Linked DNA regions of Mus musculus: regions 2, 3 and 4 are each linked to region 1. A link is a contact called in public HiChIP or PLAC-seq and promoter capture Hi-C data. All regions are on one chromosome and are shown on one strand. Each heading gives the region's core, a stretch centred on a gene start, on an enhancer-like site or on the middle of the called end of the contact. The rest is flanking DNA. Distances are from core to core; before and after follow the strand shown.

What was found. Promoter capture Hi-C pulls out the DNA fragments that hold promoters and counts their contacts. HiChIP or PLAC-seq counts read pairs in DNA pulled down with a chosen protein or histone mark.
Region 2: an H3K4me3 HiChIP or PLAC-seq map of embryonic limb bud shows a contact between it and region 1, with 6 times the contacts expected there. The contact joins the enhancer-like site here to the promoter of Sorcs3 in region 1. A contact is called at or near these places in 6 of 39 promoter capture datasets (the 3T3-L1 cell line, cranial neural crest, embryonic stem cells and 3 more) and 7 of 115 datasets of contacts at active chromatin or transcription factors (VIP interneurons, embryonic forebrain, embryonic hindbrain and 4 more).
Region 3: a promoter capture Hi-C map of hippocampal neurons shows a contact between it and region 1, with 8 times the contacts expected there. The contact joins the enhancer-like site here to the promoter of Sorcs3 in region 1. A contact is called at or near these places in 4 of 39 promoter capture datasets (embryonic stem cells, hippocampal neurons, second pharyngeal arch cranial neural crest and 1 more), 7 of 115 datasets of contacts at active chromatin or transcription factors (VIP interneurons, embryonic forebrain, embryonic hindbrain and 4 more) and 1 of 9 other capture datasets (embryonic stem cells).
Region 4: an H3K4me3 HiChIP or PLAC-seq map of neural tube shows a contact between it and region 1, with 3 times the contacts expected there. The contact joins the enhancer-like site here to the promoter of Sorcs3 in region 1. A contact is called at or near these places in 1 of 39 promoter capture datasets (hippocampal neurons) and 6 of 115 datasets of contacts at active chromatin or transcription factors (VIP interneurons, embryonic forebrain, embryonic hindbrain and 3 more).

The regions. Positions count from the first base shown.
Region 1 is chr19:48,204,492-48,210,254 of GRCm38.p6, reverse strand. Sorcs3 (sortilin-related VPS10 domain containing receptor 3) reads right to left here and starts at 4,230. Exons shown (of 27, transcript NM_025696.3): 1 at 3,458-4,230. The coding sequence starts at 4,075.
Region 2 is chr19:48,779,342-48,785,280 of GRCm38.p6, reverse strand. The region is part of intron 20 of Sorcs3 (sortilin-related VPS10 domain containing receptor 3); the gene reads right to left. Among named protein-coding and RNA genes, the nearest start is that of Sorcs3, 580 kb to the right of the region's middle. Within about 2 kb of position 4,235, at least 15 of the 459 cell types and tissues checked have an H3K27ac peak or open chromatin away from gene starts, as enhancers often do. A contact at or near this core is called in embryonic limb bud, where this site is marked.
Region 3 is chr19:48,724,752-48,730,982 of GRCm38.p6, reverse strand. All of the region lies in intron 14 of Sorcs3 (sortilin-related VPS10 domain containing receptor 3), which reads right to left. Among named protein-coding and RNA genes, the nearest start is that of Sorcs3, 520 kb to the right of the region's middle. Within about 2 kb of position 4,917, at least 7 of the 459 cell types and tissues checked have an H3K27ac peak or open chromatin away from gene starts, as enhancers often do.
Region 4 is chr19:48,801,734-48,807,926 of GRCm38.p6, reverse strand. Sorcs3 (sortilin-related VPS10 domain containing receptor 3) reads right to left here. Exons shown (of 27, transcript NM_025696.3): 26 at 5,118-5,278; 27 at 2,422-4,305. The coding sequence ends at 4,241. Among named protein-coding and RNA genes, the nearest start is that of Sorcs3, 600 kb to the right of the region's middle. Within about 2 kb of position 3,171, at least 5 of the 459 cell types and tissues checked have an H3K27ac peak or open chromatin away from gene starts, as enhancers often do. A contact at or near this core is called in neural tube, where this site is marked.

The sequences.
Region 1 (5,763 bases), core at 2,981-5,480:
TCTGATCAAATCTGTCACTATTTTTGCACATTAGGAGTAAATATTTTAGATAAAAGGCTAGCTGCATTTCCTAAGGGTAGAAACTTCCCAGCCCCATTGTACGTCTTCTAATCAGCTCCTGGTCTGGCAGGAACCTGCAGTGACCCAGCATCTCCTCGCCTCTCTTCACTAAGGCTTCAGGTTGGGCACATTAATTGAAAACTCGCTGCCAAGTCATCCCAGGCAGACACACTACAGAGGCAGCAGGCTGCAGAGGCCCCATGTGTGAGCTGCTAAGGAGAAATGGTACCTGACCTAAGGGGAGGATACAGAATAGGGGTTAATCCAAGAGAGAAGGGGTAGGAGTGAGCTGGCTGTGCCTTCGCATCTTCACACCCTGCAGGGCCATTTGCCAACTCACTGAGCGAGCAAGGAAGCCTCTTCCCCCACCTGAAGGAAATGGAGAGAATAATGGGTTTTCCTGTTTCTCTGTAAGCCATGGGGACTGGGTTCCACGGGGTGTTTGTGAAACACTCTCTAACCTATTCCAGTCAGCTGGAAACTAATAAGACAGCAAGAACAGGAGCAAATCGTCTCCAGGGCAGAGGCTCTGAGGCCAGGGCTACCCACCTTACCCTAGCCAAATCAGTGTGATCAGAGTCAGGCCCCACATCTTGATGGTCCTCTCCTCCTCTCTGCCTTGTCTGCTAGCACCTCGTTCATCTCCCCCCAAGCAAACCCACCCTAGTTATTAGTACCAAAATAAGCATTTGTCCCAGCAATCAGAACAGGGCCAAAGGTCCTGGGTATTTGAGTCGGCTATGAACCCACTCCTGGGGACTGTTTGGCTGTGCTCTTGGCCAGCTCCAGCAAGAACACAGCAGCCCTGTCCTTATATACAAAGATCTCTTCTTGGCCCTGTGCTCCTGAAGTTCACACTGAGCCAGGAGGGTGGGGCTGAGGATGCTCAGCTTAAATATTTCTGATTGTAAACTCTATCAGAGTAGAGCTCAGCGTTCAGCGGACTAACACCCACCCACCACCAAAGAAATCCATTATCAAGAGCTGAAGTTCACCACAGGCGCCTGGGGGAAAAAAGCAAAAAAAAAAAAAAAAAAGAAAAGAAAAGAATCCAAACTGCTAATACTGGTCAGAAAGCCTGCTTAATGTTTCAGCTTCCATTTTTTAAAAAAAAGGTGGAATTGTCTTTCCAGGTCAGAAGACCCTGCTAAGGCCCTATGACATCTTCCTGCACATAGAAACAGTATGTAAAAAAAGACCTCCTCATCTTCTCACCTTCTCTTCTTGCTGTTGGCAAAGGAGGGAAAAACACTGCTGAAGCTGCTCGCAGCAACTCTCCCAAAGAGCTCTTCCTCTTTATAGAGCATCCCAGGCTATGAACTAGCTGGTTCATAGATGGCTCAAATCTCCATGCTCAACTGGTCTGCTACCCAGGACATTTGTCCCTGTATTGATTGAAGGGGCATTTTCCAGTGGGCACAAGCCAGACCATCCCTCGCATCCTTTGCCAATCAACCACCCTAAAGCTGGACAGAGAAGGCCATGCAGTTACCTGTTTGTGAGAAGTGCTTTCTCTCTAAAGTCCCATCTCCAGGGGTCTTTGTCAAGATTTTTTAAGTGACTCTTAAAATTAAAGCAGGGATGGAACACTTCCGGCTGAGTGAATTTGGTAATAAAGCCTCGCACATGTACAGCTATCCCCTCCTCAAGGACGAGAAAACCAAGAACATTTCCTCACTACTCCTAATTATCAAACTTAAATGAAGTCGGAACTCACAAGCTCTGCTTCTCCCTCTCCTTGTCCCTCCCCCTCTGTCTCTATATCTTCTTCCCTCCCATTCCTCCCCTGCTCTGTCCACACACAAACATCTCCTGTGGACTTGAAAGTAAGTCTTCAGTCGCCCAGCCCTGCAAAAGTGCATCTTTACTCAAAGTTATCCAATCCAAGCCTTGGGGGTGGTGGAGCTATCTTGATGGAGATAGGCAGATGAAGCCATTAGTCACCAAGCTGCCCTGTGTGTTTCCACTCTTCTCCTTAGAACCCAGCATCTGGTACTCAGCCCCACCCCCACTGTGTATCACTGACAACCAGTAAATCTGTACTTGGTTACTGCTTGTGTGATGAGCTCTGCGGCCCCCTGGCTTCCCTGTTATTCAGTGCTCAGCCCTGTGACCCCCACGCTCTGGCAAAATAAGGCAAACATTTCCCCAGGAAGTCTTTTTCAAAGGCCTGTCATGAGGGGAGATACAAAAGAGGCAGCACTTTCCAATAAATGAGCTCTCAACGCTGCTTGTGAATCCCTAGTCCTCTTAATGGAACCCCTGCTCAGCCCTAAGTCTGGTTCTCAACTGAACTGGAAAGTCACACCAGAAAGAAAAAGAAAAAAAAAAAGGACGATTGGCAAGGCCAGGTGAAATAGCACAGCGATCATCGGAGGAAAGGGGTTTGGAGGAGCCAGTTCTTGCTGGGAGTATTGAGGAGAAATGAGCCGGTTAACCAGGCTCTGCCCGCGGCTGCCCAAATTAGACCCTATTCATCTGGGCACCCCGTTCCTGAGCCCTGAAGCTCTGGAGCTGGCGTAAGGAAGGTGCCACCTCTTGATGCAACAAAATCTTGTGGGCCCAGATGGCAAGGGAAAAGGGGGAAGAGATGTGCTCAGAAAGGGCAGGGTCTCAACTTTGATCCCAGAGTCCCTGAGCCATTTGTGAAGCAGGACACAGAGGCAAAAGTGAGTTTTCTGCTCCCCTACTCGTGCGTGCAGAGCGAGCAGGAGCACGAGGATAAGCAGTAGGAAAAGGGTGTGGAAATTCGCTTCACGCCTTAAACTTTTTTCCCTGCCTGCCCCCACTAGGAAAGCCTTCCAGCTTGGATGATGCAGCCCGGCTCCCAGCCTGGCTAGAACGTCATGTGCTGAGCAGCGACCCCAAAATGAACAAGTGTTCTGCTGTCCCTGTGGCCTCAGTCTCCCTAGCTCCCTGGTTCCCTTCACATGACCCCAGGGCTAAAAGGGAGCTCCTCCAGTCTCGGGAATTTGTCTAGAGATTTCTCCACATCAGCCCATGTTTACACTCACGAATTCAAGCATCCATCCTTTCCCCAGAAAAGAAAAAGTCACTCTCCGACCTGGATGCGGGAGAGAGTGACCAGATTCCTCACCCAGACAGCTTTTAAGACACACTTTCCTCTTAGCCCTCCAGACAGCCTCAGTACTGGGGTCTTCAGTAAACAGATGCACACGCCATCTTATAACAAAACTCGGCTAACCTGTTGGGGGCGTGAAGTGGGCAGGACAAACCCCTCTCTAAAAGTCCGGGGATTCTGATTCTCCTTCTGGACCCTGAGAAACTATCTGTCCCTCGCCCCTCTCCTCACCCCCCCCCCCACCACCCCCCGCCTCCCATTACCGTTACCCTCGGCTGTCAGGAGACTAGCGATCTGTGCCAGATGGGTACTCACACTGCTGTTGTGTCCCGACCAGTGCACCATGGCTTGGTTATGAGCCGAGTCCCCGGTCAGTGCAAAAGACGTGCTGGGCAGCCGGAGCTCCTCAGTGGACGCTCCTCCAGTCCGCGTCGCCCTCACCTCCTCTCGCGAACCCTTGGTGTGAGGACGGCTTCCTTTGGCACCATCTGCGAGAGCAGTAGCCCAAGAGTCCCCGCGCTCCAGGGGGCTTGGGGGCTGCGCCCGGCGAGTCCTCCTCGCACTGCCCGCCTGGCTAGGAGATGGAATGCCCGGGACCCACCTAGCGCCTTCAGGCGACATTCCCGCAGCTTCAGTCCGTATCTCCCCGCGGCTCGCCTGGGATAGTGGCTCTAGCCTGGACCGGCGTCTCGGTGCAGCGGCTCTCCGTGCAGATGCCAGCTCCTCAGGCCACCGGTTCTCCGCTGCCCGTGGCAAGAGAGGAGGCAACACTGGTGGTCGTGAAGCCGGGGACACCAGGCGCCCCGGACCTCCTGTCGCGCCCCAAGTGATCTCGGCGCCGGCCAGGACCCATGTTGACAAGAGCAGCAGCCCAGTCCGGGCGAGGGGTGCCCCGGGCCAGCCTGCGGGGCGCTCAGTGCCTGCCGCCTCCATCCCGCTGCGGCTACCACGGCTCGGGCTGCCGAGTGTGTGGCGCCCGCCGAGGTGCGGGTCCGATGGAGGGGGGGTGGGGGGTGCTGGAGGGATGCGCGCGCCGGCAAGCAAGCTAGCGAGTGTGTCAGGGGAATGAGGAGGGGGCGGCCGGGAAGGAGGTGGTTCGCCTGTCCCTTACACTCTTCCCCTCTGGATCGCTTGCTCCCAGGTCCAGAGGGTGATTCCAAAACCCAAAGGCAGTTTATTAAATGCTCTCTCGATGCTCTGGCCGGTTTGATGCTGTTGTTAAAATGCCCCCCCTCCCAATCTTTTCCACCGACCTCTTTTAAAAAATTTGTGAAAAGGAGTGTTCAGAGGGAATAGGGAAATCCTCTTAAAATGGGCAACGCTAGCTGGATCTTGGAGGAGGGGGGGGGGGGGCTCACAGCAGACCCTTATCCGGAGTCTTTCGGAAATCCAACCACCAGCCAGCCAGCTTCGGGCGCGGAGTTGGGAAGCCGCTCCTGGCTGCGTTTGGGGATTCACTCTTCGGTCTGTTCTTGGGAGCGGGAGACGGCGTGCGGGAAGTATAGGGTCTCCGGGAGGAGAAGGAGGAGTAAATTATCTCCACTGCCAACTGTTCTCGATCTGGAGACCAGGGCCAGGCGGGAGCTACCGCTCTGAAGCCAAGCGCGGGATGGACCCACGACTCTGCTCTGGGCTCCCCGCCCCCGGAGGCCTGCGCCCCCTCCCGGTGCGGGGGCGCGGGGAGTGCGTGCGTGCGCGTGCGTGCGCGCAGGCGAGAGAGGGAGAGAGGGAGACCAGGGTGTTCCAGGGCTGGAGGGAGGGCGCCTGGGGGGTCGGTACCTGGTTGAGCTGGGGGGGGGGGGTGTTGCTGGGTGTGCGGGGGCGCGCGGCTCCCTGCGTGCGCGTTTACACTGGCTTGTGTGAGTGAGAGCGGCGGGGCGGGGCGGGGCGGAGTGCGAGGTGCGCTCCGGCCGTGGGTGCTCGAGAATCACGCATAGGCTGTTTGCACATCCAGAAGCCTGTGAGTGGTCAGAGGCAATGTGGAGAACAAGGGTAGCACCCCTCTTCATGAGGCACGGTCCTCCAGCACCTGTGGGCGTCATCAGATTAAGCCGCCTGGAGGTCTGGAAAGCGAGCCTGAAAGCCGCCGGGCAAAGCAAAGGCTGATATTCTGGGGACCCTACACTAGATGTGGGAGGACAGTAGTAGATCCAGGTCCTGTTTTCCTGCCAGGGACTGCTAGGTCTTGCCCTTCTGACCCCCAGACGCGCTTTTGAGCAGGGCCACTTGTTTCAAAGTGTCTGCCACTATTTGGAAGGTCCCCTGCCCAAAGCAGCAAGCATTTATCAGGTCCCCTGTCCCCCGTGGCAGGAGGGTATGCGCGCCTGATGCGACTGGGACTCTTCCAGACCTCAGGAAGACAGAGACTTTGGTGAGGTGGAGAGAGGGGTGCTAAGCTTGAGGGCTGGCTGGAGACGTGGCTTACAACCTTTAGGACAGGTGGCCTCCAGGAAACACCGGAAAAGGATGGGGGAGGGGGGAGTGCCAAGGCTAAACGAGGAACATAGCCTCCAAGTTGTTCCTTCCCCTTAGGAATTAGAAGAGATTCTTTGTAGAAGGTGAAAGCTGGCGATGGAAGAGGAATTGTGGTTGGAGGTGTGAGCAAACAAAGAGGGGAAATG
Region 2 (5,939 bases), core at 2,986-5,485, 580 kb before region 1:
AGAGGGGGAGGGGGAAAAGGCAAGAATCAGCTATGGGAGGAGATGGAGGAGATGTACAGAGGGTCAGGAAATTGAACAGAGGTGTCGAGCAATGAGGAATGGGGAACTGGGAGTAGCAACCAGAAAGTCCCAAATGCCAGGACAGCAAGAGCCTCCCAGGACACCACAGGGATGGTATTAGCTGAAATATCCCACATACGGGTGGGAGAACCTGTCAATATCATATCCAAAGGTTAGACATGGCTCCTGATTAAGGGATGGGGCCACCCACCCATCTCAAAAATTTTAACCCAGAATTGCTCCTGTCCAAAGGAAATACAGGGAACAAAGAGTAGAGCAAAGATTGAAGGAAAGGCCATCCATAGACTGCCCCACCTGAGGATCCATCCTACATGCTAACAGCAAACCCAGACATTATTGCTGATGCCAAGATGTGCTTGCTGACAGGAGCCTGATAGAGCTGTCTCCTGAGAGATCCTGACTAATACACATGCGGATGCTCACAGTCAACCATCAGACTGAGCACAGGGACCCCAATGAAGAAGTTAAGGGAAGGACTGAAGGAGCTGAAGGAGGTGGGGCCTTATCTAGCATCAATGAGGGGAGGCCCTTGGTTCTGTGAAGGCTTGATGTCCCAGTGTAGAGGAATGCTAGGGCAATGAGGGGGGTTGGGTGGGTAGGTGGGTGGGGAAGCACCCTCATAGAAGCAGAGTATGGGGAGATGGGAAAGGGGGTTAGCAGAGAGGAAACCAGGAAAGGAGATAACATTTGAAATGCAAATAAATAAAATATCCAATTAAAAATAATGTTGCAAATAATGTTGAACGTGCAAAGCAAACTGGAACTCCCATGCTATTTTGGTAGAAATATAAAATCACTGCAACCATTCTGGGAAAAGTTTAGCTTGTTAGAAGCTATGAGAAGCTTTTCTAGATAGACTGTGCCATTTCGCACTTTATAATCTGCAACTGAGCCCCTAGAATTCAGTTAAGGGAAAATAGTCATGTGCATCTCAGGAAACTTTTTTTTATTAGATATTTTCTAATATATTACATTTCAAATGTTATCCCCTTTCCTAGTTTCCCCTCTTAAATTCCCCCATCCCCTCCCCCCTCCCCCTGCTCCCCAACCCACCCACTTCCATTCCCGGTCCTGGCATCCCCCTATACTGGGGCATAGAACCTTCACAGGATCAAGGGCCTCTCCTCCCATTGATGACCAACTAGGCCATCTTCATTTACATATACAGCTAGAGCCACTTGTCCCACCATTTGTTTTCTTTGATTGGTGGTTTAGTTCCAAGGAGCTCTGGGCGGGGGGGGGGGGGGGCAGTACCCCCAGAGCTCAGGAAACTCTTAGCAGCTCTTCCCATCAGCTTAAAATGTACACAGTCTGGAAATTTACCAATGAGAAAATAAAAATTAACCACAGAGTTTTCATATAACAAATAGAAAATTATATATATATATATATATATATATATATTGGGTACCACAGCAAGAGTTTTTTAAATTAGCTCTAATCATTTTTTATATAGTCTAGTCATTATCTGCCTCCAACAGTTTTTCATCACATTCCTAACCCCACCCCCATATACATAGATTCACATAAAAATACAGATTGTGACTTCCAAACCATGAGAGATAAAAGGGAACAATTTTGTTATGTGATTACACTTTTATGATGTTCTGTAGCAGGCAAATATATCCCATGATGGGGAGGAGCCTGGCACAGGGACTGGCTGAGAAGATCCAGGTCACTTGAGGGAGGATGGTGATATGTTAGCATCATAGGTGGGCTACCCAAGGGACTGCTTGTCAGAGTATAAATATACACTGCAGACTCATGTATTCTATTGTTGATATATTTTATGGTATCCAAGGAGGAACTCTTTCAAGAAACAGTGAACTATAGTCAATGATTTGCAAGCTTAATGATTTAGGACAAAGCACGCAAGCTTAATTTACTTTAAAATAAAAAATGTAAAAATCAAGAGTAATGGATGGATAAGCTTGCCAAGATAGACTTGGGACATTTCCCTAATAAATATTATGATGAATATATGAACTTTTCTTGCAAAATTCTGACCATTTAACTATACATATGACTTTTTGTTTATTTGTTTGTTTCTGGGTTTTTTTTGTTTTTTGTTTTTTGGGTTTTTTTTTTGGGGGGGGGGTTCTCTGTAAAGCTCTGACTGTCCTGGAACTCACTCTATAGACCAGGCTGGCCTTGAACTTGGAGATATGCCTGCCTCTGCCTCCCAAGTGCTGGGATTAAACCATTGCCCGGATTGAATGTTTTATCATAAGTACTAGGTGTAAATTTTTCAGAAGGGACAATAAGGATGTTTTTATTTTTCCAAGACTGAATCATTCCCTCGGGTGGTGACTATCTTAAAGTGTCCTTCTATCCAGCCTGCTGCCTCTTAGTTCCTCCATTGCTCAACATCAATCCTTTCTTCCTCTTTCCCTTGTTTTCTTTTCAGGGAACCTCTGTGGGTCCTAAGCGGGGCATGTGGCCCTCTCCCCTGCGTAGAAGATTCTTTACATCCCAAGACTTATCTGACTATGGCATTTTTATCAATAGCATCATGTCCTCTGAGAGGGGCTTATTCCCTCCTGCTCTAGCAAATCTTATCTCCTCTCCATCTGGCCACTTCCCCAAGTTCCAGAGCCAAGTGAGGGTGCAGGGCTGAAGGACAAAGGGAACACACCATCAGAGGTGAGTGAGCAAAAGCCTCATGCCAGCCAGTCAGGGCACAGAGCCACAGCAAACAAACTCTGATGAATGCGGATGCTTGGTCTCTGGGTGGCAGGGCACAGACAGGCATCTATGCCGGATAAATAGCAGGAACTAATTCTGTTTTGCAAATTGCTTTTGTTTTTCATCAGCGGTTATGGCACCGTGGCTGAGTTCACCTTCCCGAGAAAGCTGGAGCAGTCATCAGGATCCTTGAGTGCTTCATTGGCCACTGATACAGAATGCCCAATGCTAAATTAAATCAAGTATTTTAAGGTTCATTTACTCAAATCTATTAGGCATGCAGACACATTTATTAAGCCAGACCTCTGTTAATCCCAGCAAATTGGCCATTCAGAGACCCACAAACCCAGCAGGCAACAGATTGACTTCTCGGCTCTGCTTTGTCCGAGCTGCAGGGCCAGCTTGCAGTGTGGCCCCTTAGAAAAATATTTCCTGCACTGCCTAGGCTTTGGGTTATATTCCTCACAATGAAGAGTCCTTCACATATGACAGGTCACAAACTATCCAACTGTGCCTGGCAAGAAATAATAAAAGCTCTGAGAAACTATTTAGTTATAAGATTGCCACTTGACTAATGGACTAGCAACCGAATCTGGGGAAAATTCTCTGGATACAGGCTACACCAGCAGTCTACACAGCAAGAATGTTGCACATCATAAAATATCCACAGTTTAAAATGTGCACCTTGATCAAGCCTACCACTGCCAAATTGAATAAACAATGCAGTCATTATGCTTGCCTCACTTCAAACCTTCTGTATATTATATAGCAATGTGTGAAAAGTGCTTATCATATGAAATGAAAAGGCAGAATGTATAATTGTGGGAATATCATGCTGGGAATTATGAAAAAAAAGTTAAACATGCACAAAGGTAAGAAAGAAATAAAGCAAAATAGTATTTATAACTGTGCTATAACTATAGATTAATGGGGAAGTTCAGTTAAAATTAGTAATTGAACATTTATGCACAATACACCAAACACACACACACACACACACACACACACACACACACACACACATACACACACACCACTACCTCCTGAGGTTACCAGCCTAAGTATCCTCTGTTTATTAAATAAATAAAGCTGTTCTGATGATTAAATAAAATAATGAATTGAGAAAATACAACAAATACTAGGAATAACTAGTTAAAATTAGGGCTAGTTCATTTAAAAGAACAGTTTGCCACGCAAAGGAAGCCAAATAGCTCTGAAGGTGACCACACTTACTCACACTCAAAGACACTCATTCCTTTGTCAACCAAATGTGGTCATTTGATAAACCATGGGGCCATGTGGCCCCCTTTCTCGATGCTGTGTTTCTACCATGGTGATAACACTAAAATACTGAAAATGTATCTCTTTCAAATGCAGGAAGTAACTGCTTTTTGTAAACACCTACATGACCTGCAGAATTATATCAGACTTTTATCCCGGTATGTAAAACAACATCTGATGTTCCCTAATGCCTTGTCATGGTTTCCATGACTCATGAGCATTTTTTAGCTGATACTCATGGCAATGGTCAATTGTAGTTACTACTGTTAGTACTTAGATCCAACAGTTAATACAACTCAATGAAAGTTAAGTGTTTTGACAAAAGGACTAGAACAAAGAAAACTATATCTGTATTTTAACCCAGGTTTGTCATCTTCTAAAGCTATTTTTATACTTTTCAGTCTTAGGCATTGTTAGCTTTGTTCTTTGGGAATGAATATTAACTCTAAGACCTTTCTTTCTTGGGTACTTGTATGCTAGTTACCATTCCTCAGCTTGTAGATGGGAACTTTTTTTAACCAAAGAAATACTTCTAGTAATCAATTAAAAAATTAAAACTAAGTTGCCAGTATGCACTTTAAAATCTCATAATATGTCATAACATCTATATGTGGAAGAGAGATTTCAGTGTATAACTCCAAGATGGTCACATGTTAAGTATTAGTTTCTTTGCTCCAGACTCTATAATTCAAGGTAACATATAATTATAAGGGAAATGAAAACTAAAATGTTCAATCTTTTTTCCATTCATTTGTTACTTTAAATCAAATACACATAGGCCATTATTAGGTGCTTCATATTTTAGAATCAGCCCTCAAAAGAAATAAGCCACTGCAGAGACAGATTACATTTGCACCTTCAGCGTCCTGTTGGCTGCCAAGTTAATCTCTATGTTGAGACCCATCCAATAACTGGCCTCATTACAGACAGTGGGTTCTCAGTAAAGATGATAAAGCAAATGTATATTAACAGAAAATAATTCCCCAAACACAAACTGACCTCTCACTTTCTCAGGGGAAAAAAATAAACCTTTCCTGCAATGACTTTGCTATTCTTCTTCTGTGGATATCTCATGATTTTTAAAGAAAAATGACTGCTCAGTAACACCAAGAGGAGAACCTTTCCCAGCAACGCAGCCTTCTCACGCTGAGGGATGACCTGCGCTGCATTGATTTAGGAGGCCTGAGTCTGGGGTCCGTTTCCGCAACTAATCAAGTGTTTCAAATTGGGATGCTGGTTGTACACTGTGAGCGACTTTTCTACTGCACCGAGTATAGACTTATTTGTTTCCCTAGTTAGCAAACAAAACAAAACAAAATGCAGAAGCATTAAGTCACCTCTACTGAGAAGTTAAATTAAAGCCACTGGGCAGAAATACTACAAACTGAGATTCCCCCTCGGTTCATGAACCTTTGTCCATCTTCCACTGTCCCATCTAAGAGAGCATTTTCAGTGATGTGCTACAATGCATACACTTGCTGACCATATAGTATGTGACATTTAAATATGTGGTTATCTTACTTTATACAACAGGCAAGATGAGAGAGTGAGTGAATAACATCTCAGGACAAACAACTTGATCAAGCTCAAATATTCAGGATTATCTAAAACATAGCCACTCTAGCAACCTAACTCATGATTCCCAATCCCGTGTCCATGCGCCCTCTATTGCATCATGCTGTCACCCTCCACAAGATAAGGAATAGGGCATCTCCCAGCCTTAACCTTCTAGAACGAGGACAGAGGTAGACTCCACATCATCATTCCTAATGTATAACTACACCATTATAATTTGGTACATTTCTTATGTTATTTTAAATTAATACCTTTGCCAAGATAAGCAACACCAAGTACACAATGTATTTTTAAAATAAACAAAGTCAGGGAGTGAA
Region 3 (6,231 bases), core at 3,668-6,167, 520 kb before region 1:
ATCGTCAGGATACATTAACAGTGCATTCGTAGTGACAGTGACTCAGCAACCCCACCTTCAAGTTTGTGAATAGATCATAAACTGTCTTCCATTAATTTAACTGGAGGTAAGGTGCCATTTACAAAAGGAAATAACCAGAAGTATATAGTACAATGGATAGATTGTGCATATTCATTTAATGGCAAGACAGCATGCCCCATGGAGGATCCTTAGACCACATGAACAGGCCTCAAGTTAGACAACAATGATTGAAATAAGCATATAAGTCACTTCTGTTGCCTATATGAATTATATTTTAACATATATAAATGCAATGCGGACTCACATTTCCAGAAATTACCAAAAAGTAGAAAATAGATATAGCAATATCCTGTATATAGTTAAGTATAAAAATCATCAACACTTACACTAGAAATGTCTATGGAAGCAGCAAGAAGAACGGATCTGAGATTGGCAATAAATGTTCAGCTCCGAATCCCAAGTGGCAACAAAGTGAGACTCATGAATTTCAAGTGCTAAGTGGGCAGGACCATAGGCTCTACTCTCTAGACTTCTCTGTTTGTAAAATGAAGTTAAAAATATATAAACTAGTTGTGAAATTATAGATGTGAGATCTAAATTCCAAATCTCACCCGAGCCAGGAGAGCAGCTTCAGAGGACCATGTGGTGAAATGACTCTGCTGGAGAGACGAAATAGGAAAGGGCAGCTTCCAGCTGAGGAGTTCGTCATGAGATTCTAGCACGTGCTTATACTGTCCTTATGGAGTCTCAATGCTGCAAAGTGTTTTAGGTGTGAGACATTTGAACAAGAATGGTGGCCTCTGCTTATAATGCCAGAACTTAAGATGCTAAAGCTGGAGTATTCCCATGAGTTCAAAGCCAACTTCGGCTCAATAGTAACTCCTAGGTCAGGACACTGGTCTAAAACATAAAACTGTCTCAACAACAAGCAGATAACGGCAAAGGAAGTAAAGAGAAGACCTTCATTTTAATGACAAATATGCTTTATACGGCAACTCTCTAAGAACCTAGAGGACACTGTGCTACGTGAAAATCCCATCACGGAGAACTCGTTCCTCATAATGCCATTCACGGCAGGTATCAAAAACCACGAAGCTCATAAAAGAGAGAGAAAAATGGCCAGTTCCAGGAATTCGGAGGAAGAAATTGGAGAATTGGGTTTAAATTTCAAGTTTCGTTAGGCAGGTTGACTGAGTTCTAGAAGCCCACGCAACACAACATCCACACGGAGCACCTAGAGGTAGCAAATGGTTTTGTGTACTTTAAATTATGTCAAGAGTGTAGATCTCATCTTAAGCATTCTTCCCTCAAAATCCACAGAACATTTTTGTGGCTTATTTATCATAATGTATAAACAATAAATACTTGCAAAGTTCAGTATATAGTGTATACTTTGGTAAAGTTTAAAAAATAAATGAGACAGATTCTCAGTCGTTTCTGGAAAGTATATTTTTAGTAGGGTGTAAGGAGGCACATTGGAAGAAACAATTTAAAGGCAGAAACAGTGTCTGGTTAGTTGGACTTTTTGACACTGACAAGCTAACTGAGTGATGATGTTAGGGAGCAAAGAATTATTCCGGCTCATGGTTGCAGAGCTATCGGATGACAGCAGGCTCAACTGTCTTGAGGTACAAAAATACAGCATGGCAGAAGAGCTTGGTGTGTGACTAAAGTCATCCATTTCTTAGTGGAGAACAAGGCAAACAGGCAAGAGTCTAGGGGTAGGAGGCATACCTTAGAGCATGCACTCCAGTCCCTCTGCAGCCAACTAGGCCCTTCTTCTTACATCTCTCCACCTTCTAAGGAGCCATCAAATTACAGATGGATGAATGGACTAGTAGCCTGATGAAGAAAGAGTCCTCATGATTCAGTCACTTCTCAAAAACACTACTGGCCACACAGGCCTCTCTGGGAGAAGCTCACACCATCACACCTCTGTCAAGAGCCGAGATGCTGGTTTCAAGGCAATTGCCTGGACAAAGCTCCCAGTGCATACTTGCTCAGGGTCAAATCACAGCCTGCGGGATCCCTCTGCTTTAGTTAGCCTGCAATGCTTTCAATGTTAGAATGAGTAAAAGCATAAGAAAACAATTTTACTTTATGGCACATGAAAACTGTTTGAAATCAGATTCCCCCCGCCCCCCTTAAGTTTTGATTGGCACCCATTGCTTCCCATTGGTCTATGTGGCTGTCATCATAAAATGACCTGGAGCAGCTGAATAGCTGTGATAGAAACACTAGAGTCAGCAAAGCCTGAATTCTTTGCTGTCTGGAGAAATGATTTTGACTTCTACTCCAGTTGGCCAAAAAATTTTCCAGTAGGTAGCCATGATTGGAGGATTAGACTTTGAAGATTAAAGCTACCTATGTGTGAACTTGTGTGTGAATGTATGTATACTCTCTCTCTCTCTCTCTCTCTCTCTCTCTCTCTCTCTCTCTCTCTCTCTCTCTGTGTGTGTGTGTGTGTGTGTGTATGTGTATGTGTGTCTACATGTGTATACAAGTGTATACATGTATATGTGTGAGTGTGTATGCATGTCAAAGCTGGAGAAAAGACTCCAGTAGCAATGAGATGTCATTCCTCAGGCTCAACTTCCCTGTCCTGTCTGTGGTTTACGTCAGGACTTCCTCCTTACCTTAAACACCCACGCAGAATAGGCCAGCTTGGCCAGCTTGTCACTGAGCCCAAAAGATTCTCCTTTATGCTTTTCTTACACCAGGATTACATGGGCACAATACACTGTCTGGCCATTTATGTGGGTTCTGGAAATCAAAGCCAGGTCTTTGTTCTTGCCATGTAAGTACTTTGCCAACTGAACCATCTCTGGAATCCTACAATGGAGGCTGTTTCTTTTCCTCCTTACATCCAGGTGAGGAAACTGAACATCAGAGGGACCTCACATGGGTGGTCAGTACCATCCCCAGCCCCACCCCCCGAGATGGAGTTTGAGTGTCCAGCATCAACCTCTACACTCAACCCTTTGAAGACTACATGGAAATCTGTTGGTAAGAAACACCATTTCAGGTTGTCGACAGCCCCCAGCACATCCCAATGTGATGCAGAATGCTTGCATCCTAGCATTCAGCACTCGCATCCTTTGCTCCAAATGGAAGTTATGTCTCTAAATGGCAAGAAGCCTGGTGAGAAACTGAAGACTGGGAATCAAGCCACAGTGGGAAAAGCTGTGACTGAGGAGTTTCACTGGATTTGCTGATCGCTCGAATGACTTACTTTGGGCAAAGTCGAGTCAGGCTCTTCCAGCAAACAACAGAAAATTGAAAAACAGATCAATGGGAAGAGCTCTGGTTCATTTCCAGAGACTTTATCAGATGCAGTTACTAGACAGTAACAATGCATTTACAGCTTAGAGTTGGGCCTCCACACCCTACTCAGGCTATATATACTTAGGTGTGTGTTTCCCGCTGAGCGTGTGGCTGCTGGCTCTTAAGTGGAAAGGAGGTCTTTGCTTCTATTCAAACCTCTGCAGCTTCAGGGTTTGCATAATTTTCTAGGCAAAAATGTTATCTCTCCCCTTCACTTTAGCTATTAGTTCTGCTAGTAGAACAATGGATCAGATATTTATGCCAATTAGAGGGGGATTTGCAAAGGGAGCCAGCAAGACAGTAGAGACTAGCCAATTTGCCGAAGGCATTTGTGGGCTTCCCTACTTTGCAGCCTCTTTCTGACAGGCCCGGCACATTCCTACCCTTTCTGTTTGCTCAGACTGTGTAACCCACCTGCAATGACATCTCTGCACTGCCATGGAGTTCTTTGTAACTATTCCTCTGCCTTTCACCACCTTTCTGATGACATCCAATAGCAAGCACAATTTGCCTCAAGCCTTGCCTTTTAATTAACCCCTAATTCTTTCATGTTTTCATCATAGCCTTTTCACACATACTGTGACATAACGTTCCGGGACTCGTCTTCTTTGGCTTAGGAAACAGTGAGCCCAGAAGGTTATCCATCACTGCTTACTAAATCCTTAGAATCCTGACATGCTCCTACAAACCCTAGTGCTTCCTTACTGAACAGATCTTAGAGATTTCTTGTCCCTTCCTCCATTTGAGTTCCTAGTCTTTGCTCTTATGTTGTCTCTTTTAGGCATTTCTCTGAGCTTTAGCATCCTCATCTGCTCAGGGATGCTATTCTTGTCTATACTGCAGGAGTGCTTGGAAGGTCCAATGGAATCACATTTCAGAGAAAACACTTCATGGTGACACCTGACCCAGAGAAGGTGAAAGACGTATGCAAACTGGCTGCACATCTTTGCTGGATTCTTGCGGATTATGCTGACATCTCCTCGGCTGCTTTTGCTGTCTGCTCCTATAAGTAACTGAATTTTATTCAAGGGAAATTCTACTATTCTTGCCTTAGATATATTTTTTTTCTGAGAGGCTGCATAGTAGTCCCTGTAAAAGATTAGCTATATCATAGTGAATTGGTTCCAAATTTTCATATTAGTAAAGAAAATCAAATGCAGTATTGAGGATGCAGGAAAGAAGCTTTTCCATCCGACTCTTCATCTGAGCCACAAGAAAAAGAGCTCCCCTTAAAGCGTTATTTTGGAGGGCAAACAACCTTTCCCAGAAGTAGTGGACTATAAGGGGCCAAATGCTCTAGAATCTGCTGGCATCTTGTCACCCCAAGAGCCTCTGCCTGAGACCACAATAGGCACTCAGGCATGCCAATCACCCAGTGTATTCTCAGCCTTAAGTAATAAGAATGGTCACATTTCATTGTGAATTAGGCTAGAATAGATGGCTGCTGTCAAGGTTACCAGGGAGACATTGAAATAATAACATTTGAAACGACAATAGAAAAAAGAGCACTGAAGGCAAGCAAACCGCAGCCCTCCAAGCTGCAGACTTTGTCTCTCTGTGCGTACTTCCCAGCAGATCACAGTGTGGGACTGGACAGTTCTCACAGGAGGGAATCAGAAGCCATTGTCCATAGGGCTCTCATTCACCCGCTAAACCTTCATGCTATTCTGCTGATGCTTCGCTGCTTTCACACACCCACTCTGCTCAGAGCATAGATATACCTATTTTGATCCCAACCCAACTACCAAGCACATTACTCTTAAGCAATGACTATACCCTAAGCTTTGAATGACAGAATTCCTAGGGTTGTATAATTGACTAAAAAAACCCAAACAAAAACAAAAACAAAAGAACTCCCAGGGCTATGGCTGAGAGCAGTCATAAAGGTAATAATATAGCCCTGATTCTTGTTACTCATAGAATTATTTGCTTACTCATTCATTCAATATTTCATTCACCCAATAAGAATACATGGTTAAAGTCTGTCTTAGTACAAATCTGATAGATACTAATACTAAAGAGAAGATGTAGCAACATCTCCCTCATAGGAATATAACATCATGCCCCTCTGTACATGCATGTATATGTGCACACATGTGCATGCATGTGCATGTCTGCCTGTGTTCCTGTGTGTGTGTGTGTGTGTGTGTGTGTGTGTGTGTGTGTGTGTGTGTGTGTGTGTGTGTATTTGTGGGTATTGAAGTCCACATGTCCTTATGCTCACCTCCCGGCTTAAAATCCAGGGTCCCCTGATGACAAGTATACCTACATTTACTCTTATCATTTTGTCCTACATAAGATCAACGAAGATGACTTTCCAGAAATGAATACAGGAGGAACTTACAGCCTGTGGTGGTTTGAATAGGAATGCGCCCCATAGACTACCATGTTTCAATGCTTGGCCCATTAGGAGTGGCCTTGTTGGAGTTGACATAGCCTTAATGGAGAAAGTGTATCACTGTGAGAGTGGGCTTTCATGTCTCCTAATGTTTGAGCTCTACCCAGAGTGATACACAGTCTCCTTTTGCTACCTGCAGATCAAGATGTAGAACTCTCAGCTACCTCTCTAGCACCATGTCTACCTGTGTGCCACCATGCTTCTTACCATGATGAAAATGGACTAAACCTCGGATCTCAGCCAGCCCTAATTAAGTATTTTCCTTCATAAGAGTGGGTATGGTGTCTCTTTCCATCAGTAAAACCCAAACTAAGGCACAGCCCCACTCTAAGATGAGGAACTACAAGGCAGTAGTAGCCAAGCTGCTAGTGGAGGGAGAGACCATTTTCTTCAGTGATATGGCTCCTGGTAGGTTTCCTATTCACCAGTAGACAGCCTTATACCCATAGATATACATGCTGCCCCAACTACAATCGATGAATTATGTT
Region 4 (6,193 bases), core at 1,922-4,421, 600 kb before region 1:
TCTTTCTGAAGATCAATAACTACGCCATAAAGTAGTGTGTCTGTGTGTGTGTGTGTATCCATACATATGTATATCATATATATATATATGGAACTTATGGTTTGAAATAAGCTGCTGCTGATCAGAAATCTCTTAACTTGTGCCTCTCAACGTTCTTTGTTTCAAATAACCCATGGATACACTAATTTATAATGGTTTTACATCAGATAATACAATTGGGCAACTTTCAATATTTCCGTTTTTACCCAAGAAGAAAAAGACAAATCTGGAAGCTATTCTCATGTCTGTAGATTAATGTGTATCAGGAGGCAGAAGTAGGATTCCTACCCATCCCCTCTCTGAGCTATTTCAGAGGCAGAGAAAGCTGTGATTCCAGGGTACAGGAGAACCTTGAGAGAGTCTGCTGATGGAGTTGACAGCTGCATCTCAGCACGTCTTCAGGCTTAGCTGTTGTGTCTAGAATAGCCTTAGAGAAGACAATTGTAATGCAAAGAGATTCTCCAGAATGGAAGAACCCTACACAGAAACAGCTAAAGCCAACCATACTTTTAACCCTGTCCCTCAGTCTGCTACTGAGAAATCTGAAAGCCACATGCTGGTGGTGGTTCCAGTGTCTCTATTCTTAGCCAGGGATTCAAGTGAAATTCTTGACTGACTCAAATGTTCTCCTGTTTTTATTTCATTTTGGTTCCTTGCTAATCTGAGGGAGCAACTTTACTAACCCAGACATAACAGGAGAACTCAGCTCCCATGGAAAGCAACACCTTTCCAGTGAGGTGAGATTTTAGATACTTCACACCACTTGAGAAGCTCTACATTTAAAATCCATTCAAGAAGTAGAGCTACTTTCAGTTGTAAACTGATAGGCTAAAAAGCTTCTTAAGGAGATTCCCTAAGGAATATTCGTGATAGTCGATGAAGGAAAAAAAAAATTAACTTCACAACTTGTGGCCCTGAGCATGTAGTTTGGTGAGAAATCACTGAGTCAGCTTGTGAAAGACTATAGGTTCAATCCTCAGACTGCATAAAAGAAATACAAAGATGAATATGACTAAAAAGAAGCAATATGAAGAATTATGTATAATTTTAAATACAGTGACATCAAAATCAAACCACATTTGCCTAATCCCTTATCTTCAAATACAATTTCAGAATAGTTGATTAGTTTTCAAAACATGATCTAAATTTTGGACCAAATCTTTCTGGTTTCTTAGGTTTCTGAGACTCTCAGAAATATATTAGATATTTTACTTAATAGAGGGATATAAACAGACTACTTACATTCCTCAAACTGCTGTCAGGAAGGAGTAGATCAAAGGGAGGACCTATTTCTCCACAGTTGTCCTTCCTCTTGATCACATCTTCTAGTGGGTTGAATGATCAAGGTTCATATATTTGGATGCTTGGTCAACACTTAGTGGAAGTATTTGGGAAGGAGAAGGAGTTGTGGCATGGTCAGAGGAAGTATGCCTTTGAATTTTCACAAGCCAACTCTTTCTTCTGTTATTTCTTCCTCTCTCCCCAGTGCATAAGAACCAGAATGTAACCTTTCTTATTCTGCATCATGCTTGTGTGTCAGAGGTAAGCTCTTAGTTGCTGCTACAGCACCATGCTTGCCTGTCTTCCTGCCTGCTGCCATGCTTACTGCCATCCTCCCGGCCTTGAGGATAAGCCCCCAAATTAAGTCAATTCTTTTATAAGCTGTCATTGTCATAGTGTCTCTTCACAGCCACACAAAAGTTATAAGACCCGAGTGGCAGTTCCAGATCATCCACTCATTGGAAATTAGTATCCAAAGCCTTTGTGGTTGCTAATATCTATGCCCAAAGACCTGGCCATTCACATTTGAATAACAAACATGGATTCTGATTTAAAAAGATCATTTAACAGAAGCCCCACTAGGGTGATAGAAAATAAAGAAGGCTAACAAATCTCTATTGTTTTAAGTTGCTCATTCCTTCCCTGTGCTGGCAATATTTATCCACAGCTCACTCTATGTAATCTAGTAGTGACCACCAACACAGGAGGAAGAGTGTATTTCCTTGGGCCTTGATGTTAGACATGGCAATGTGAGCAAAGGTAAATAGAAAAAAATGGCTAAGCATTCACACCAGGTTTCAGCATGTCTTGTGTGGAATTCTGCAATTTTCTTATAGGGCAGACTCAAAACACCGGACACCAGCTTGCCGGGTATTCCAACCTAGCCTGCAAGGCCTGAGCTTACCAAATCACAATCATAACTCATAAACTCATAAACTCATAGACTCATAAACAAAAGATACATACGTATGTGTTCCAATAAGCCTTTCCTTTTGAGGGGTGCAGGGTGGGGTGGCTATGTAATAGTATTGAAGCCATGTCTTATGGATACACTATGTAAAAAATAAAAACACTAAAAGAGAGAATTCTCCGCCAAGTAAATAGCTTTGATGTACAAAAATACATTTATTTTCAACAATTTCAAAACCACTGTCTTTTTTTTTACAGTAGAAATATTCAAATGGAACAGTAAAACCAAGAACAGTATATGTACATATACTGTATATATATATAGATATGACTCATGCACTGTATTCCAGTATTTAGTACACAAATTGCAATTGTCTGCCCCATTTAACCCTTGAAATGAAAAAGAAGGGTCTTTAGAAACCCTTCTGATACTGACCTATGCTGCAGCCAGCTGGATGTCTCTATCACATTCTCCCTGTGTCTCACAAAGAGGAATATGAACAGCATCCCATGAGGGTTAACAGGTACAAAATGTGGCCTTTCTTCTCACACACACACATATATATATATATACAGTATATCATTCTTTGAAACAAGTGTGCACAGGCAGAGCCCAAAAATGAAAACGATGCTCGCAGCATGGTGTAAGGTGATCCTACTGAAAAGAATTGGCATGTTAAACAGTTGGAGGGGCTGGGGTGCTAGGAAAGCCATTCACCCCAGAGGGGAGGGAACTACCTTAAGGGAACTGAAGGCCGACATCTGACTTTAAGGAAGTTGTGTACATCTGACAAGCAAAAAGCACAGCTTTGCTAAAATCACTCCGACTAATATCATTAAAGACTAGATCTTTGTTTGGCCTGCAGGGTTTGCACAGACTCGGGATTCCACAAGTGGGAAATCCCTTCCAAGCCTCTCTGATTCTTGTCATGCCAGGTGGTGCTCACTGGACCTCACATAATGCCCAGGGAATGTTCTGAGCTCAGAACAGCTGGGCGGCTCCCCATGGGCAATGCACATATCCACGAAATCCAATTAGAAAACAGAGTGACAGGATCTTTAGATTCCTTGCTGCTTCCTTCGAGAGGACTGCTTTCTCAGGCTGATAAATACCTTTTTTTTCTTTATTTCTTTATGAGAGTTTGAAGTCTCTACTAGTCTTTGTGACTCCTTCCATGTTATCCTAGGAAGAAAAACAACCCCCATGTTCCTGAACGCCACTGAAGTCCTTCCTTTGTCAATTGCCCTGAAGAAGCCCTCCCCCATGCCCTTTATATACATAAGCAGAAACAGGCTATGGTGTGGACAGAGACGCAAGAGTTGAGTGTGAAAGACAGCTGGAGAGCATCCAGAATCCAACACATCAGGCAGGCTGGGGGGCGGTCAGCTCTGAAGGTGAGTGCAGAAGCCAACACACACATCTTTCTTTTTTTCTGTTTTCTTTTTTACTAAACATTAAATTATTTCTTAGGAAATAAAAAGCTATTTACATTGTAGTTATATACAATACACCATCTTTAGCCTCAGTTTCGACATGCATGAGGCAGGGCCTCTTTCGGAAAGGTGTGCGCGCCTTTGGCAGCTACGTCCACTCCCCCTCAACCTACGTCCTGCAATTGAACTGGGGAATGGTCTGTGTTGTATGTGTATGTAGTGTGGAGCATGGGAGGAGTAAGGAAGGATGAAGTTAACAAAAACCCAACTCAAAAAAGTCAGAACGACACAAGAAGAACCTTGCTCTCCTGACAGCAGAGTAAAGCAAGAAACCCGTGGGAAAAAGCATTCTTAATACAAATACAACCATATATTCCTTCATCCCTTTATGATCGCCTAAGAATGCCTTTTTTTTTTTTTTTTTTTTTTTTTTGCCTCCCAAAGCTAAGCATCTGCTTACTATTTATGACGGTAAACAAAAGATTAAAAAAAGACATTTTCATTTTTCCATAATAATAGTAGTAGTAGTCATCAAAAATAAAAAGTGGGGAAGGTGATTGGCCACGTGGCTTCTTGGTTAAACACTAGTGCAGTTGGGGATCTCCTTTGTGCTCTCGCTGCTTGCAATGGTGGCAATGCTTCCTGTAGAAGAGGAGAAAAGACACAGAGACGAAACTGAAGTCAGTTCCATTAGGGTGGCGAAGCTTTTTTATTCTCTGCCAAATACCAAACTGCCTGGGACAGGTTGTATGTTTTAATGAAGGAGGGCATCTCGATATTCCTACCAGTTTGCAAACTTCTCATCCACCTCCCCAAATAGTAGTACCTAGGTAGAAACAATAGTCTGACCATCATCGTATTCTGTATTGATCATTACGGCAATAGCTAGCATGTAGCAAACACTTAAAGATGGAGCAGGCATTGCACTAATTCATAACATAATTTAATGAGGGGAACAATTTCAGAGTAGAATTCCAGACAGCCTATGACAGTTAAACAGAATCCTGGTACTATTAGTCCCATTTTACAGTTGAGGAATGTTTGGTACTGAGCATTCACAAGGTTAACTGATTGGCCAAGTAAAGGCAGTCCATAGTACACACTGCATCATGTAAGTATCATTAAGGACTGATATGACTTTAGGTTTATGGACTTAAAAAAAGAAAGAAAAAAAAAAACCTCCCAATAGCAGTGGATAATTGCCTTTATCCTCCACTGGGACACCCATGTTTCTAATCTTTATTAAATTCTAATGGGAAAAAAAATATATATATAGTCTGTCAATTTCATGTAGCTAAAGGTGGCAAATGAATTTTAAAGAAGAGTATGTCACTGTAGGCAACTTTCCCCCTAGCCTTGTAGTGCAGGACTGTCTAGTGGCACACACAATGCCAGCAAATGACTGATAACTGGGTGACAGAGGACACTGAGCACGGTGGCACAGGCACACATACCTATGACCCGCGTGTCCAGCTCTTTGTCCAGCAGCTCCTCGGGCTCGGTGAAGTCACTGAGTGTGATTTTGGGTGCATTCTCACTTTGGCTCACTGACCCGATCATCTCCTGTTCCTTGTCATGTTGGACTTGGGCATAGATGTTAATCCAGGGGATTTTCCTACATGAGGTAGGAACAAAAGCAGCGTGAGATAAAAGAGCATGCCTGATGTGGGTAATAAGATGTCCTGGGAAGTAGAGGAGGAGGAAATGGTATTAAAGGGAACAGCCAGTGTCAAGGTAAGGCCTTGGCCACACAAGCTACTGAGCCCAAGCATAAAAGGTTAGGCAGCAACTAAGATGCCCAGTTAAGAGGTTGCCCACAGAACTTCTTGGAAATGGAATGTTGATCGGTTACTCGGCAAAATCTGAAAATATTTACCTGTTATTACATTTTATTTAAGTAGCTGGACTTTGAGTCATGTCACAGATATACAGTTACCACACAGTTGCATTTCTTAGGCATCTGCTGAATGAATGAATAAAATGCCCAAACCCTGTGCTCTGTCTATTCTTCTAGAGTGAATTACAATTCAAAGACTGAATTTGTATGTAGTCACATCATAGCCAGAGGATAATTTTCTTATTTTATTGAAAGGTAGGGATGTCGAACTAAATTCTAAAATGACAGAAAGCCAATACATGTCTTCTCATGTTTAATCCAACCCAGCATAGTCCATGCATTCCTAAAAGTGCATCTCTCCCTTGTCCTAGTTTCAATCAGTAGGATTTTTATCTTCTTCCTTCTATTCTGACCTTAAATAAGGCAAAATGTGGTGATATTTAGTAATTTTTCATGATAACTCTTAATGAAGATTCTGAGAACAGGTTTTAAGCACACACTTGTCTCTGCCTGACCTCTGTGTCCCACATCCATGTCTTCGTTTTTGTTTCCATAAATGACAAGGTATGTCCTCATGTTTGTTATTGGCCAATATCAGTGTAACCGAACTTATTATACCTGAAATGTACAAGGTCTGTGAGCTAGAAAGCCACACAATCTATTAATGTACAAAATGGAAAATTCAGTGGCTGA